Linked DNA regions of Zea mays: region 1 is linked to region 2. The links are chromatin contacts, called in public Hi-C maps. All regions are on one chromosome and are shown on one strand. Each heading gives the region's core, a stretch centred on a gene start, on an enhancer-like site or on the middle of the called end of the contact. The rest is flanking DNA. Distances are from core to core; before and after follow the strand shown.

Region 1 (4,769 bases), core at 1,859-4,358, 180 kb after region 2:
TATATCTCACTTCTAGAGTTGGTATATGTTCTCCACCAAACAAAATGTCTGCATATTGCGTCAACATTTATACTGAGTTTCGTAACAAAAATATACAGAGTAAGAACCTTTCTCTCTCCCTTTTTTGAAAAGGCACGCGGTGTTTGAATGCACGCCTTAATTTCTTCTGAAAGTATATATACATATGTTAGTACGCACCTCATCAAAACATTATGATGATTCTTGAGGCACTTGTCATAACAAATATAATATGCCCTTTTAATCCCATGTGAAGAAGAAGCCAAACATCAAGACTATGCACATCTTTATATTGCCGGGGTAGATTATTATGCCGTCTAAAAGACTTTCCCGTTGACAGTAAAAATGCATATTAAAACTAATACAATCAATCAATCAACTAGATGCGTAGTACCAGCACACGTTTAAAACACATTGAATTAAGCACTTAATTGCATATATTCCAGGCGCAGCACATGGCAAAAGTAAAAGAAAAAGAAAAAGCAACCAGTAGGAGTACATGCATGATGATCTATCCAGATTTGCCTAGTACACCTTGTTGAAAGTTTTCTCGAGTGACGGTCATATCTGATGGCTCGGCACATGGCAAACAAAAACATTTATGTGTAGTTTGGTTCACACGAAATGTAACTTAAATGATAAGAACATGTATAGGGGAGAAACACTAAAACGGTTCTCCCAGTACATAAAAGATAACTAAGAGACTCTATTATATAATAGAGTGTTTATAAATATAGTTTATTAATAAATACAGAAGTAAATGCACTTGTACATCATCGGATCGATAAAACAAATGACGAATTCGTACAGTGGGAAATGAGTTGTCTGTTGTTACTTGGGGTTACGAGCCAGAAGCGTCTCTTCATGGAGAGATGGCTCCACGATTTTTTTAAAAATACCTCTTTCGACACCTCAAAAGCTTATACATTAAACACCATTGTATTGCTCTAATGGTAATGATTTACACTCAGTTACCAGTGGTAACTAGTTTGAATATGACGATATCCGTTTTTAATGTTGTATCACATTACGATCGAACTTAAACAAACATATTTAACGTTATCGGTTACTGTTTACATTACAAATATGTGAACCAAACATCACCTTAACTATAGTTGGACACTTTTTTACTATCTCCAGCAAACTTTCTATCTTACTCCTTATCTCACTCTTATTTTAAACTTCTCTTTATAAATAGTGCATCTACCTTGCACAAAAAAACAGTGCTATATATACCCACATACACGGCGCTCCTGTAGCTGCTTTTTGTGGACTACGGTTTACTTTGCGGCGCGCGCGTGGGCCGAGTTGAACACTCGGCCGATTTTTTTATTAAAAATATTTACATTTGGACCCTAGAATTTTTAAATGCAACTTTAGACCCAAAGCTCGGCGTTATGGGCTGTGGCGCCGAGCTAACACATCTCGGCGCCCTTTGTCGTCGTAACTCTTCCAACTGTATTTCCTCGTCTCTTACAAAAAATAGTAAGTACGGGTCTAACATTACAGCTGGTGCAAAACAATAAATAAATATCAACCTCATTGTAATCTACCATATGTCCACAAAAATATCTAACACCAAGTTCGGAAGGAACTAATCCATATTTAGCTTCAATACCACATTTGCAGAGTACTGGATCAAACTTCAACTCTTTCGCCCACCGTTTTTTTTCTCTTTTCCTTTACCTCTGCCTCTGGCCAATGGGACAAAGGACCATACAACCACTCTCTGAAACGACACTTACGCCACCCGTATGGCTGCAGGAGAATAAATTAGTAATTTATTGTAAAAAACAAGTTTATATAACCTCGCGCATCGATGGGCTCACATAATCAATGTTCGGACACACGAAGTGCTTCACAGTGTTTTCGTCGATGACAGTACGATCTCCACAATCGCATCGAGACGGTGAGTCCATCCTTCTTTCTGTTGCTACCTCCTTTTCCGCATCCGTCATTGGTGGAGGATTCGAGGGAGGAGGTATCCAACGTTTAAAACGCTCATGACTAGTCTTTCCACACGACCAATTAGTGAAAAGAAAATATCGAGGGTCAAATTTATCAGGACCATCGATCCACTGGAAAAAGAAACACCTCAGGTGCTCCTAAAACAATGGAACGAAGCACTATTACACATCTAGTAAATAAAAAATTCAAACAAAATTAAGTCACAAGTCATAAGCTACGTACGTTAAAACCGCCACAAAGGTAGACGCAGCGAGCAGCCGTGTCTGGATGTTTGGATTGACATACCCAAGCTAGTCTGCCACAGTCATAATTAAGCACAGAAAGTTTAGGAGGAACAGGAGCATCCTTACTAGATACGTCCGGATATAACTTCCGAGGACGACCTCTCTTCTGCCATAACGCCTCCCGGTACATATCTTTCATCTAATAAACGATTATAATTATCACTTGTACCTAATAGACTTTATAATCGGTTTACACAAACTATCAAATGAAATGTACTCATCATATTAACGATACTATATATATTATGAGCAACATTGGAAACTAATAATCGAAAAAGTACATCCCAATATACAAAACGAATCAGTGAGACACCAAACCTTGGTCTACGAAGTGTTGCAACTCGAAACTTTGAATACAACAACTTTTGACGAAGTTTTGAATTGAGAGGAGATGAGGTCTTCTCCGCCAGCAGCGCGACCGATTTTATAGGCCTCCGTAGCTCGGCGCCAAGATCTGTGGCGCCGAGCTACGAGGCCGCATCGACGCCGCGTCATCCGTAAGACGCAGGTAGCCGTTAGTGCCACGTCAGAGCTCGGCGCCATAGCCTATGGCGCCGAGATGTGTTACCTCGGCGCCATAGGCTATAACGCCGAGTATCGGGTCTAAACATGCATATAAAATTTCTGGGGGTTTAATTGTATATTTTTGTCGCATAAAGGGCTAAAAAACAAAAAATTCGGAACACCCGAACGCATATTTCGGCTGGGCTGGCATTTTCTACCACTGGGCTCATCTAGTAGCCACTAAAGCCCACCAGCTTCTCCCCAGCCAGGCCCAACGGGCTCTGTCCTCGGCCTTCCTCAGCAACTCCCCTCCCCTCCCCTCCCCTCCACTCCATTCCCCTCGTCGCCGACCACCACCCACCATGGCGGGGGCGGCATCTCCGCCTCAGGCCCTACCCCCGGCCCCGACCCTCCAGGCCTCCTTCCTCTGCTCCCTCGCGCTCGCCTTCCTCCGGGCCGGCCGCCTCTCCGCTGCCTCTCACGTCGTCTCCTCACTCCCCGCTCCGCCTCCCGCCCGCCTCCTCCGCCGCCTCATCCCCGCGCTCGCCTCCTCGGGCCTCGTCGCCGCCGCCTCCCGCTTCCGCCCCGTCCCAGGTGACCCGCTCACCCTCAACTCCATCATCCTCTCCTACTGCAGCCTCCACGCGCTCCGGCCCGCGCTTAGCCTGCTCCGTTCCTCCTCGGGGCCCCAGCCGCAGGTCGCGGCCGACACCGTCAGCTACAACATCTTCCTCGCTGGCCTCTCCGAGCAGGGACACGGGAGGCTCGCGCCGCCCGTGCTCTCCGAGATGTGCAAGCGCGGCGTGCCCTGGGACGGGGTCACCATGAGCACGGCGCTCGTGGGGCTGAGCAGGACCGGACTTGTCGGCGAGGCCGCGGCGTTGGCGGAGATGCTGGTCCGAGGCCGAGGAATTGATGGCTTGGGTGTGGTGGGATGGAATGCTCTCATTGACGGCTACTGTAAAGTCCAGGACATGGCCGCAGCATTGGCGGTGGTGGAGAGGATGACTACACAAGGGCTGTCGCTTGATGTGGTGGGGTACAATACCCTGGTTGCCGGGTTTTTCTACTCCGGCGATGCTGATGCTGCATGGGAGGTAGCGGAGAGGATGAAGGCGGATGGGGTGGAGCCGAGTGTGGTCACACACACGACGCTCATTGGGGAGTATTGTAAGATGAAGCGGATCGAGGAGGCGTTCACTCTGTACGAGGGTATGGTCAGGTCGGGTGTGCTGCCTGATGTGGTCACCCTTAGTGCTCTTGTTGATGGCCTATGCAGGGATGGCCGGTTCTCAGAGGCATATGCACTTTTCAGGGAGATGGACAAGATTGGAGTCGCTCCAAACCATGTGACATATTGTACATTTATCGATTCATTAGCGAAAGTGCAGAGGGTGAACGAGTCACTGGGTCTATTGGGAGAGATGGTCTCAAGGGGCGTGGCCATGGATCTGGTCATGTATACAACTGTGATGGACCGTTTAGGTAAGGAAGGGAAGATTGAGGAAGCTAAGGATGTGCTTCGGCATGCTTTGTCGGATAATATTACTCCCAATTGTGTAACTTACACTGTACTGGTCGATGCACACTGCAGAGCTGGCAATATCGATGGCGCAGAGCAGATGCTGTTGCAAATGGAGGAGAAATCCGTTAGCCCCAATGTTGTCACATTCTCATCAATCCTCAATGGTCTTGTTAAAAGAGGATGCATCGCCAAAGCAGCTGGCTATATGAGGAAGATGAAGGACAGTGGCATTGCTCCTAATGTTGTTACTTACGGAACGCTTATCGACGGCTTCTTCAAGTGCCAGGGGCAAGAAGCAGCTCTTGATGTGTACCGTGATATGTTGCATGAGGGTGTTGAGGCAAACAACTTTATTGTTGACTCACTGGTGAATGGTTTGAGAAAGAATGGGAATATAGAGGAAGCTGAAGCATTATTTAAAGATATGGGTGAACGTGGTCTGTTGCTAGACCATGTCAACTATGCCACCT
Region 2 (4,670 bases), core at 776-3,275:
TGCAGCTTGTTGAACCTTTCTTTCTAAAAAGAATGTCATTCTTGCTTTTTTAAGGGTAATCAAGCTCTAGTTATAGGTTTTGGTGATAACGACTATGATGTTAGAGAACTAATGAGATTTATGGAGCTAAATGAAAAAGAGAAAAATACATGTGATTTTTGATGCTTCAATTACTAAAGAAGGACGCGACAACTGATTAAAGGATATTTAAATTCATTTATATTTGAAATTTAAGTATAGTAAAGCCGCACTATTAAAAGGATATAATGCACATGCTTCATTATACAGGCTTCATGTGTGCAATCATACGCTCAAATGGTCTACCACAGTATTCTCAAAGCCTAGGTACAATAGTACGCCTCTTATTTTCCATACTCTTGGCTGCTTGGTTTAAGTGGCATTGATGCGACATTACTCAACCGTAAAGCTCTTTTTCTCAAGCTTTTCTTAACCTTTTCAGTTTAATTATTTGAGAGATTGAGTCTACAAACTATGCTAGCGAGCTTAAACAACCTATTCTTCAACCCTAAGCATAGCCGACGGTTATGTTCGTTAGACATTAATCACCAAAATACTTAGAAATAGTCTAAGGGCACATTTCCCTTTCAACAATGTCGTTAGGCTATCATACATAGATAACATGGTTATGACGCAACAGGTCATGATACAGACATTAATGACTATCGTAGAGAGAGAGGTATGGTTGGTTAAGATACCAGAGGATGGCCTCAATAGCGATGCATTGAAATAACGGGATACACCTGCTCCACCACCATAACATGTGTGGCAAGTGTAACACTATACGAAAATAACATGGGTATACCACGACACAGACTAGGGCCATCACCCACCAAAAGATTGGAATAATTCACATCGACTGGACATGATATCTTAGGGGATCATGACCGTAGTAAAAGTGCGAGAAACATTGATGGGTATGGCAAGATAGAGTAACTCCATAGAGGCTTGGGGCACGCCCCCGTAAAAGATGCCATGCAGATTTGTCGATGCGACATTGAGTAGTTAGGCCTACGATAGGCCATGTCCAAACGTGTGATAGAATAACATTCAATTTTAGGTCCACACAATCAACAACTAGGTAAGATAGTTTAAAGTAAAGTTCCAAGCCAAGAGAAAGGGAGGGAATAGTTAGCTTGCCTTAAATTTCCACTGATAGTAGATATTCCAATGCCTATTGTATATTGTATATATCTTTGATACATAGTCTCACCATCAGAAAGATAATATAAGGTATTACGTACTCTATGGCCCAAACCTCTATAGAGATATTTATGTTACTATGCTCATGATGGCATGAGTTGTTAGACATACTCTACGACATCAAGACTCACTCTCTACTCTCTTGATCAAATCCTCTTCAGTACCTTGTTACCTTGATGTTGTCACCATGATAAACGCTCTGGAGCACAAGAGGTCCTATGGACTTAGGCCGTGAGCGCCACGAGACACGAGTAGCTCCATAGACTTAGCTAGGACACCTCGAGTCACAGAGGATCTCGGTCTTTAATCTATCTTTACAAACTGATTTCACAAGTGCAAAAGTGTCCCCGACATCAAATTAACTCGGTCCCCTAGTGATCTTAGCGGAACATGATGGCGTAGATATTATTTTAGAGTACACAAATATTAATTTGTTGAGAAGGTTAAGCTCATGCTCTTATTGGGGCAAGGTGCATGTCCTTTAGAATCATGGTGTGAATAGCTAAGCACTGTGATAGCTTTTTATATTAAGATTTTTAAATACATCTTAGTAATAACATATAAAAACATGATCTTTCTAGCGTACTGATAATTATGTTTTTAAAATACGCTTGTAAGGCTATCTCCAGTTGCTATATTATTCTTTTCAAATGTCTTATCTTCTATTTTAAAATTTACTCTCTAATCTATAACAAAAACCATCTATTTTATACGATCTGAACAGTCTAACCATATGTACATGGAATCCTTGTACTTGTACGCACCTCCCCTCTCTCTCCTCGAACACAGACACGGATACACCATTGTACATGCTCGCTCTTCCTCTTGGAGTCTTGGGACCGCCCCCTCCCCTCTTCCGAGGTCCGAGCCTGATCCCTCCTTCCTTCCGTCAGCGCACATCTCTAGGGTTTTAGCGCCCCATTTCCGCAACGCCATTCCCGATCGGATCGCCCCCTTCCCACCCGCCGCCGACCAGATCCCGGCGCGAGTGCTACCCAACCCTCCGGCGCCGCCACCCTTAGTCTCAGAGGGTCGGTCTCCACCGAAAGCTTCGCACAAATCCCCTCCGTTTGTCGGTGCCATTTGTTGCAAAGATTGTGTTTTCCTCCTCATCCGTGCCTCGCGTTCCATTTCTGCCGTCCCCGAAAATGCCACCGCTTTGTTGAGATCTCTCGTTTCTCGATCTGATCTCGCCTCGGTATGGCGTGAGAGTTCCTAGGGGAGGGCAAAATCGTCGGAGTTGAGATTCTTGCGTCCATTTGCTAGTCTCAATACCGAGCATCCGATCTCGAACAGTGAGACAAAGTAGCGACCTTTGTGCCGTTCCTTGTAACTGAGCTTGCCCCCGCCTGCGTATCGGTGGGTGACGGCGAGCTCTACGGCGCTGCCCATTCCTATGAATGGACGGGAGGGAGTCCACGGTGGCGTCGGGGCCCAACTTCTCATCGTTCTACACGCAGCACCGGGGCATCGGGGCGCCGGGTGTCCCCGGCCACTCGGCGGTGCTCCATGACCCGCCGCCCGCCGGGTACCGGCAGCATCTTGATGCTGTCTCTGCTGGGTACGCATTCCAGACCCCGCAGGTTGGGGGTTCCCACATTGGACAGGGGTACCACCATGTCGAGGCCTCACCCCATGTGGCGCAATACAGCTCCGGTGGCGGCACCAGCTCCGGCGGTGATATGGACATTGGCATGGGTTCGGCTGTGTGCACCAATGTTAAGGGGGAGCTGGGGAGCGGGCCTGCCCAAGATGAGCAGGTGAAGAAGAAGCGGGGTAGGCCAAGGAAGTATAAGCCTGATGGGGCGGTGACTCTCGGGTTATCACCCTCTTCATCATTAACACCTCACTCGGCCAGCTTGGGGATGGGAACCATGATTAGTGCTCCAGGTTCTGGATTTGGGTCGGAGGGATCAGGGGCTTCAGGCTTGGGTGCGCCATCAGAGAAGCGTGGCAGGGGGCGGCCACCTGGCTCTGGAAAGATGCAACAGTTGGCTTCGCTTGGTGAGTTTCCGTGACCTTGTAATTTCATTTGCATATCCTATGCGTTATAATAATTGATTCATATGGCTTATGTATACTTTATTTGTGCTAGAATGAAATGTGCTAGGCAATTATGGGTAGGTTTCAATATCTGCAACATGTTACTTTTTGCATGCCAGTAATGCTTCTTGGGTATGTATATGATCTGACTGTGGCAGCCTTCTGGGCTGTGTTATTCACCTATTGCCCTCTGGAATGTATGTGTCATCATGGCAAATACAATACCCTCGCATTCTGTTCTGTTTATGTTTCTGTTGTATGACCTTTTCAGGATTGTACTCTGAATTTGAGTAGGTCCTGACATGTCTTTTAAGCATCTTTTTTGGTCATTTTTTAAATTGAGATGATGAATTCAAAGTTCTTGAATTTACAACATATTTATATTGTCAGCTGTCTCTATTATGTAAAGCAAGCAGTTGATCTCTTTTAGTACCTTGTCTCTTCCCAAAAGAAAAAGAAAGTAGTGGACCCTTTTCCTAGCTAGCTTTTTTTTGTTCTTTTGCGTTCCCTTTTTTATATCCACGAACTGTTGATTTTGTATCTTTGTCGTCTGATGAAATTCTATTGTCTCGTTTAGGAAAGTGGTTTCTTGGCTCTGTTGGAACTGGTTTTACTCCTCATGTGATTATTATTCAGCCAGGAGAGGTAAGTTCGAATGAACACTAACTGATGATTCATTTCCAAAAGGGTTGTTTGCACTTTGCACCCAGTGTTGATTTATGCATGATTGCTATGTGGGAGTGGGACTTGTTTGCATAGTGGCACGAGTGATGGGTGGTGATGGTTTGTATCCGATGCTGCTAATTATCTTCAAATTTACATTGTTTACCAAAATACCCAGTGTGCATATCTAATAAATTTCCTACTGTAATAAGGGCCTTTTGTTAGATGTGGTATCTGAATAGACAATGCCAGATGAATCTGGAGCTAGTGTAGCAAACTCTTCTTCGGTGGTAAATCTGTTGTTTTTGGCTCACGGGTAGCATTTAGTGGCTTCTATATTACTGTCATACATTAGATCACAGCCACTTTGTTAGGTGTCAAATAAGGAATTTATCATTGACATCGAAAGGGCCTCAACCGAGTTGGTTAGGTGGTTGTAACATGGGATGGTTGCAGCTGCTTTAGCATCATTGTTACATTTAGCAGGTTAATTTCTCTTAGATAATTGGAATGCGAAATGGCCTCTAGCCGGTTGGTTAGGTGGTCCGAGTAGCACTACTCAGGTCCTGAGTTCGACTCCCTGTAGGAGCGAATTTCAGGATGTGGTTAAAAAAATCCCCTCGTCTGTCCCATGCCAAAGCACATGTCTAAGGCCCAGTCCCGGTCGCGGTCGTTTCTCACATGGGCTACGGTGCCACTGTGTATGGGTTCGGGGGTTTTCTCGACTTGCGTGAGAACGGCTT

Evidence for each region. A called contact is a pair of places that touch in the nucleus more often than the background predicts.
Region 1: a contact with region 2 is called in a Hi-C map of leaf, with 8 times the contacts expected there. The contact joins the promoter of LOC103654097 here to the promoter of LOC100191677 in region 2. A contact is called at or near these places in 18 of 25 Hi-C or Micro-C datasets (bundle sheath, ear, endosperm and 6 more) and 1 of 3 datasets of contacts at active chromatin or transcription factors (seedling).

The regions. Positions count from the first base shown.
Region 1 is chr4:174,838,519-174,843,287 of Zm-B73-REFERENCE-NAM-5.0, forward strand. It overlaps LOC103654097 (pentatricopeptide repeat-containing protein At5g14770, mitochondrial), which reads left to right and starts at 3,109. Exons shown (of 4, transcript XM_035967404.1): 1 at 3,109-4,769. The coding sequence starts at 3,137.
Region 2 is chr4:174,661,683-174,666,352 of Zm-B73-REFERENCE-NAM-5.0, forward strand. It overlaps LOC100191677, which reads left to right and starts at 2,026. Exons shown (of 5, transcript NM_001137106.1): 1 at 2,026-3,225; 2 at 3,842-3,909. The coding sequence starts at 2,622. It overlaps LOC100274937, which reads left to right. Exons shown (of 3, transcript NM_001329108.1): 3 at 1-140.